Regions from separate parts of the Mus musculus genome. Here region 1 is linked to region 2. The links are chromatin contacts, called in public promoter capture Hi-C maps. All regions are on one chromosome and are shown on one strand. The core of a region is the stretch at or near the end of the contact, and the rest is flanking DNA. Distances in the headings are between cores, read along the strand shown.

The links. Promoter capture Hi-C pulls out the DNA fragments that hold promoters and counts their contacts.
Region 1: a contact with region 2 is called in a promoter capture Hi-C map of hippocampal neurons, with 2.9 times the contacts expected there. The contact joins the enhancer-like site here to the promoter of Snca in region 2. A contact is called at or near these places in 2 of 39 promoter capture datasets (fetal liver and hippocampal neurons), 4 of 484 Hi-C or Micro-C datasets (cerebral cortex, cortical neurons, olfactory sensory neurons and 1 more) and 1 of 9 other capture datasets (adipose tissue).

The regions. Positions count from the first base shown.
Region 1 is chr6:60,868,760-60,871,891 of GRCm38.p6, reverse strand. No RefSeq gene overlaps it. Among named protein-coding and RNA genes, the nearest start is that of Snca, 41 kb to the right of the region's middle. Within about 2 kb of position 1,506, at least 13 of the 459 cell types and tissues checked have an H3K27ac peak or open chromatin away from gene starts, as enhancers often do. A contact at or near this core is called in cortical neurons, hippocampal neurons, olfactory sensory neurons and 1 more, where this site is marked.
Region 2 is chr6:60,827,562-60,831,080 of GRCm38.p6, reverse strand. Snca (synuclein, alpha) reads left to right here and starts at 2,077. Exons shown (of 6, transcript NM_001042451.2): 1 at 2,077-2,357; 2 at 3,454-3,519. The coding sequence starts at 3,480.

The DNA of each region.
Region 1 (3,132 bases), core at 257-2,756, 41 kb before region 2:
TTTCAGGGGGGTTCTAAAATCTGCTGCTAACATTTTACTAACACAACATCTCCTGTCACACAAACCAACAAAAGATCCCCCAAAACGTGCCTTTCTCAGCTTTGTGCGGCCATTACATCTTAGAGCATCAAGTACCAAAGAATGGATGGAAATTTGTGCCTGCATCCAGTGGGGAAGATGTTCATACTTTTCCTGTGATTCTCTCTTCCTCTTTCCCTTTCTCCTTTTTTTCTTCTCTCCCTCCCACAACCACCGTTCCTTCCTCATCTCTCATTTTTTAGTGTGACAACCATATAAAAATGAATGATTGAACTAAAAATCAAATAAAATGCATTCTGTTCTGTTGTTATGGTAACTGGAGTGCTTGAAAGGTATACATTATTTTCACAACATAAATCATACATTTCAAATTATTTATTATAAAACTGGCTGCAGGGTTTGCATAGCAGCTGGGGTACAAAAGCTCGTTGCTTCCCAGTTGGCACAAACATAGTGTTGACTAATTTGACAGATTTTTTTTTTAGTAGATTTGTACTTTGACTTAATTACAATTTCATTTTGTTTCACAATGATTAGAAACAGTAAAATTCAAGTCCTAATGGTAGATATTTAAGTTTTATTGAGGAAACTACTTGCAGTTTTTCTTTATAATTTACTAACAGAATAACTCCACCATTTCCACCAGATAAAAACCATCTCAAGGGGAAAACATGACAAAGTACAGTGTCACTGGGTTTTAAAGTGACCTACAGGCTAAGATTATATTCTATTTCATGGTCCACATAATGCCAGAATGTTTGGAAAACATTTACCTGGATACACAGCTCTGAGAAGCAAGCAAGTTTCAAACTTTTGCCATCAATTGAAACTATCACTTTTAAAAACAGAATTTAAAATGCAGAGATTTTATTTTTGGTGATTAAACAAGTTACAAAGATTAGGGAAAACATGGTTAATGGCTATAAAGAACTGTTTAGGCTTTAAAATTGTTGAGTAAATCTTAAATGAAAAATAGTTAAATTCATATATATTCTGTCTTGAAGTAATTTAGACCTGTTTATCCTGTTTTGATAATGTTATGATGAATATATTAGTAACACCTCACAGAGGGAGACAGAGGTTGACGGTAAAGTGAATATGACTTTCATGTCACCTACTCACTTTGTTAGATGTTCCCCCATCTGTTCCCACATCACAAAGGAAACATGGCTCTACTCACTGGAAAAGTGGGGAGGAACAGGGATGCTAAAGCTTGAGCAAGCCTTGGAGAATCCCAGGCTTAGCATCTCCAGTTGTGAAAGCTTAGGTGCTTTCCTAAATAGTGTTATGCACACTTGAAGGGCAAGAGAGCAGAAAGAATTTCTCAGAACTTCATTAAGTCTCTATAGGAAAACTGCTCTTCTAAAAAGCCCTTGTTCTTTCTACCTTCTTCACCACAATTAAAGCTGCCGCTGTTTTTCAAATGCCTAAGAGGAAAGCTTGGCTGAGAAAAGTGTTTTGTTGCTAAGACACAGATTGGTTGTCTCCAGGCTCCCTTCTGTCTCAGGCACCCATCAGGCCTCCTGTGCTGTAGGGCATCTGCTGACTTTTTCCCTCAGTAGCATACACACACACACACACACACACACACACACACAGTGGCTTCCATGAAGCTTAGCCTCCTTACAGAGCTTCCTGATTCTCTCAGCTCCCAACACACATCTGCATTCTCAGGAACACCAGCCTTCCAGTGCCCAACTCTGAACCCCCTCTATGGTTCTGCTTAGATCAGCATGTTAAGAAACATCTAAGCTGGCAGCTAAGTACTTTTATTCACAAAGATTTAAAACAAATGTTAAAAACATAAAAAGAACTGTTTTCCTGTACTTGGGCTAAGTAGTGGAGGAAGGTGATAAACTGTATATTCTTTCAAAACCTTCAAATCAGTTGATTTTAGTGGTACACCTCTGAGAACTCTGCATATCTGTCCACCAAATCTCCTTCATGCTTCGAAAATGTGGAGTCCTGTTTTCATTCCAACTATTTTTTTTTTAGGGTTCAAATGAAAAATATATATCGTACTGTTTTCCTTAAGTCTAACAGTAGCAAAGGTTGCCCTGTTTTCTATTCATAGAATATTCACATGATGAATGGACATCTATTAATTTTCAGTACTCAAAACACATGTAAAATGCAAAGTTTATTACAAAAAATTAAAGTTGTAGAAATCACAGTGCATGCAGTGTTCAATAATAGTAATTTCTGCAAATTATTAGCTACAAAGAGAAACTTCCTGTTACATGGTGAGCACATTCTATTTTATTCTAAAACACTGTCCTTCACATCTAAAACTATGTCCACTCTAAAACCCTGTGCTTTCCACCCTCAACTAGCTTATAAACTCCTTAAAGGCAAAGCTTCCTGGGTGCATATTTGTAATACTTCCCAATATGGTCTGTACAGTCGTAGGATGATCTTGTTTTAGAATGTGTTATAATCTGTTTGCAATCCTAACTATAAGCACCTGCAACAAGTTAGGAGACAACTCCCTTTTAGGTCTGTTGCTTCCCTGTGTGTTTTCGAAGCAGGTAAACACGCGGCTGCTACTCCAGTAACATGCTCAAGATATTGGGGATAATATTCTACTCCACAGCAAACTGGAAGCTCAACTATAGCCATAGCTTGCAATAGGATGATAATTAGTGAACTGTCTTATAGATCTCAGGCGCTATAAAAGTCAAAGGACCAAAAAAAAAAATCTGCTGTGAGATTCTGTTGCCTAGAAAAAACAGGAAAGTTTCACCAATGACACCTCAACAACATGGCTGCCTGAACAATACATGAACAACAGTTCTTATTCCAATATAGATAGAGGTGATCTCATGAGATCCCCATGCCTGAAGAACTATAGGCTATGAATAACTTTGTAGAGAGGGTGAAATAGCCTTCTCCAAGGATAAGCCCCTTGATTGACTGTCTAATATGAAGTGATCAGCCCTAGAAACATATTCATGCAAGCAGCACTGATTGGACTCAGTAAGTTATATTTAAATGTTGATTTATTTGCTTATCTATATATGTAACAACAATTATTAAAGAAGAGGAGGCTGTGAATTTTGGAGGGGGTTTCAGACCTGGGCAGTATAGGACAAA
Region 2 (3,519 bases), core at 828-3,327:
GTATTTCAGTCATTCTCACATTTATTAATGTGTGCTAGAATGTTCCCAGATGGAAAAACATGAAAAGCTTAAATCTCTAGAAGGAGAGAAGTCGATAGTGACAGAGTAGCCATGCTGAAGGCACAGAATGATGCTTGTGGAAGCTGGTGATATTTATGTAGGAATCTTAGTCTCACAACTGTAAATATGTTTAAATGTTTTACATTCTAAAATTTTAGAGGAGAGGTGTCATCTCAATTCACTTTCTCTTCTATAATAGAAAAAAAAAAAACCTGGCTAAATAGAACATAACTTGGTAAAGTTCTGAGAGGCAGAAAACCAACGCCCAGACGCAACCAAAACAGGCCTGGCAAAACATTATCCCGAGGAAACGTTTGTGTCCTCTCATCTGGCTTTAGACTATTGACAAATAGACCCCAAGAAATTGGAAGTCCTCCAGGAATTTGCTGAGGGAAGGAAAAGGCTGAAGCCTTGTGTCAATTACAGGGTGAGCATGTCTCCCAGGAAGAAATATCAGATATCAGATACTTAGTCAGACCTCCTTGCAGAAGAGACTGGAGCGGAGACAGAGACAGTAGCTGGAAGCACACTTTGACCTACTGCTTAGTCATACATACATCCTGACCTCTATCTAAACAAGATGAACTTGGGGCACTAAACCTCTGTTCCTCTTCTTAACGTGGCCACATTGAATTACTCCCATTTCTAGTATTTCACTATTTATATGTCACTTTACCTGGCTGGTTGAGGACAGGTGTCCTAACTTGGCAGGATGGGGATGCTAGAGCCCAGGATCTAACCCTATCTACTGCAGAGGTGCCACCTTTTCCTTTAATTTCAAGTAAACATGGTATGTGCCACTAGTGTGTAGGAAGGTTGATTTTTAAAGGGAATAAGAATTGAAGGCGTTGCTTAAACAGTTAATTTCTGTCACATTACTTGTACTCTGCATTTGTGGTTTTATCTGCCTCCTTCCTTTATAGCATGCCAAACAAGCTGCTTGTCCCTTGTTTCAAATGCTTTTTTAGACTTCAATTTATTTATTTATTTATTTATTTATTTATTTATTTTTCAGGATTCAGAAGTCAACTGACTTCAAGGATCAGAGAAAGCATTCCCTCCTACGACCCCCCCCCCCTTTTAATACAGTAAACGCTTGATTTAGCTTCCAGTGCCCAACACAAGTTCAGAATACAAGAAAGGAAAAGCAAGGCACTCTGCTGGGGGAGGAGCTTGGCACTCAAATCCACTCTGCTATAAAACAGTGGTATTCTGCTCATCTCAGAGAGAAGTGGGAACGTGTTAAGTAACACAGAAATTGTCTCAAAGCCTGTGCATCTATCTGCGCGTGTGCTTGGATTGGAAGAAGAGTCTGTTCGCTGGAGCTCCACGCAGCCAGAAGTCGGAAAGGTAAGAGGTGTGCAAAATCTGCCATTAAGTAGGGACTAAGGAAGAAACTGCCTGTGATGGTCCCAGAGGGTGAATCCCACAGCCGCTACCTTCCTATCCTGTAACTCTATAGTAAGCCACTTTCTCAAGTGCAAAAAAGCCTTGAGGCAGCTGGTTTTCGACGGTTGGGGGATATTTATTCCTTGCTCCACAGATGGGGAAAAAAAAATCAGCGTCTGGCAGCCGCTGATTGGTGGAAAAGAAAATGGTGATAGTGGAGTGGGAATGAGGATTTGCTGAGCCTCCCCCTGCTTCTTCGACCTGTAACTCTTCCTTAGTCGGCTCCCCTTTGCACCCAGAACCCTTTTAGACTCCTCCGGGGTAAAAACAAATGGAAATCTTAAGCTGTGTGAACAAAAGCAACCCCAAGGGTGTGTGCTCCCTCTCCATTGCCTGGCTCCGCACACAGACCATTTCAGGCGGTCCAGCTCTCTGGTGTGGCATCTGGGCTCGTCCTGGAGGAGGGGGTCGCCTAGAGGAACTGGGAACAGACTGAGGCAGGGAAGGAGGGGGGTGGGGCAGGAGAGGCGCCAGCTCAAGTTCAGCCACGATAAAACTGAGGGCCCTCTGAACTCGAGGGGAGGCTCAGGCCGTCCTCTCTTCCTTCCATCCGGGGGAATGTGCTCCAGATACCCACAGCCCTCACGCACCGCACCTCCAACCAACCCGTCCCCTCCCTAGGAAGAGGAGCGAAGGCACGAGGCAGGCGAGGGGCGGGGAGAGGCGCTGACAAATCAGCTGCGGGGGCGACGTGAAGGAGCCAGGGAGCCAGAGCGCCCGGCAGCAGGCAGCAGACGGCAGGAGACCAGCAGGTGTTCCCCCTGCCCCTGCCTGCCCTTGCCTCTTTCATTGAAATTAGATTGGGGAAAACAGGAAGAATCGGAGTTCTTCAGAAGCCTAGGGAGCCGGTAAGTACCTGTAGATGGGGCAGCTCTGGGGATCTTAGCTAGCCGGAGCAAAGAGCCGGGACGCCTAGAGAAGACCAACTACAGCTGCTTTGGCGGTGGGGACTGGGCCAGTGCGTGGAAAGTACATCACTCGGCTTTCCTTTCGCTGGAGACATGCCCTTCCATCCTGTCAAAGCCCGAGGGAAAGGCCAGGTTGCCTGTGGCATCTGCTTTTTCAAGCGGAAACGCTAGGGTGTTTCATGTTGAGTGCTGGATGGTGGAAGCTTAGTGCTGGGCATTGGGTGGAATTTGAGCATCCAACTTTCATGCTCCAACCCCAGGCATTTCAGCTTCTTTCTGTAGAGGAAGAAGGGTGCCTTTGGCCCATGATTAATAGAAGTGCAGAGGACAGTAGGCAACAGGTGATAAAGGGTTAATGAGCATGGGGTGCAGGGTCTTCTAGAGGATTCCAGCTGAGGACAGAGCTTCTTGGTTGGGTGGTGCTCAAGTGAGACTGCTCAAGTGTATGGACAGCGCCTGCTCTGGGCAGATAGCAGGCAAAGAGCTAGTGGTGGGCAGAAGGTCTTGCAAGATTAGAAAGGCTGGGCTTCAAGCAGTTCCCTACTTCTAGATTAAACAGTTCCCCTCCCTTCCTTCTCCAAAGACTGACTCCTCTCTGGGTCTTTTATCCTCTTGCCCCCACTCCATCTCTGTACGCCCACCTCCCATGTTCCTTTTCTAGATAGTCTTTTTACTTTGAATGTAACCTTTGGGCCCTGGGAACTTGATGGGGTAGAGGATGCCCACCTCCCCTTCTGCAACTCTTCTTCTGAAATATGTATGTAAGAGCAGTCGAATGATCAAACTAGATCCATCCCATCCTTAAGTGACATGACTTTTTCCTAGTATTGAGTGACATAACTCAACAATCAATCAACACTGTGCCCAGCACCCCCACATCCCCCCACCCAAGAAATCACACTTACACCAGGACTTGGGGGAAGGCATACTGATTTTTCCCCCTCAATTTCCTTTCTTTCTCTAGCTGTTTTAAACCTTATTATTATTATTTTTTTACCCAAATTTTCTAATTCAAAATGTATTCTGTATTCTCTAGTGTGGAGCAAAAATACATCTTTAGCCATGGATGTGTTCATGAAAGGACTTTCAAAGGCCAAGGAGG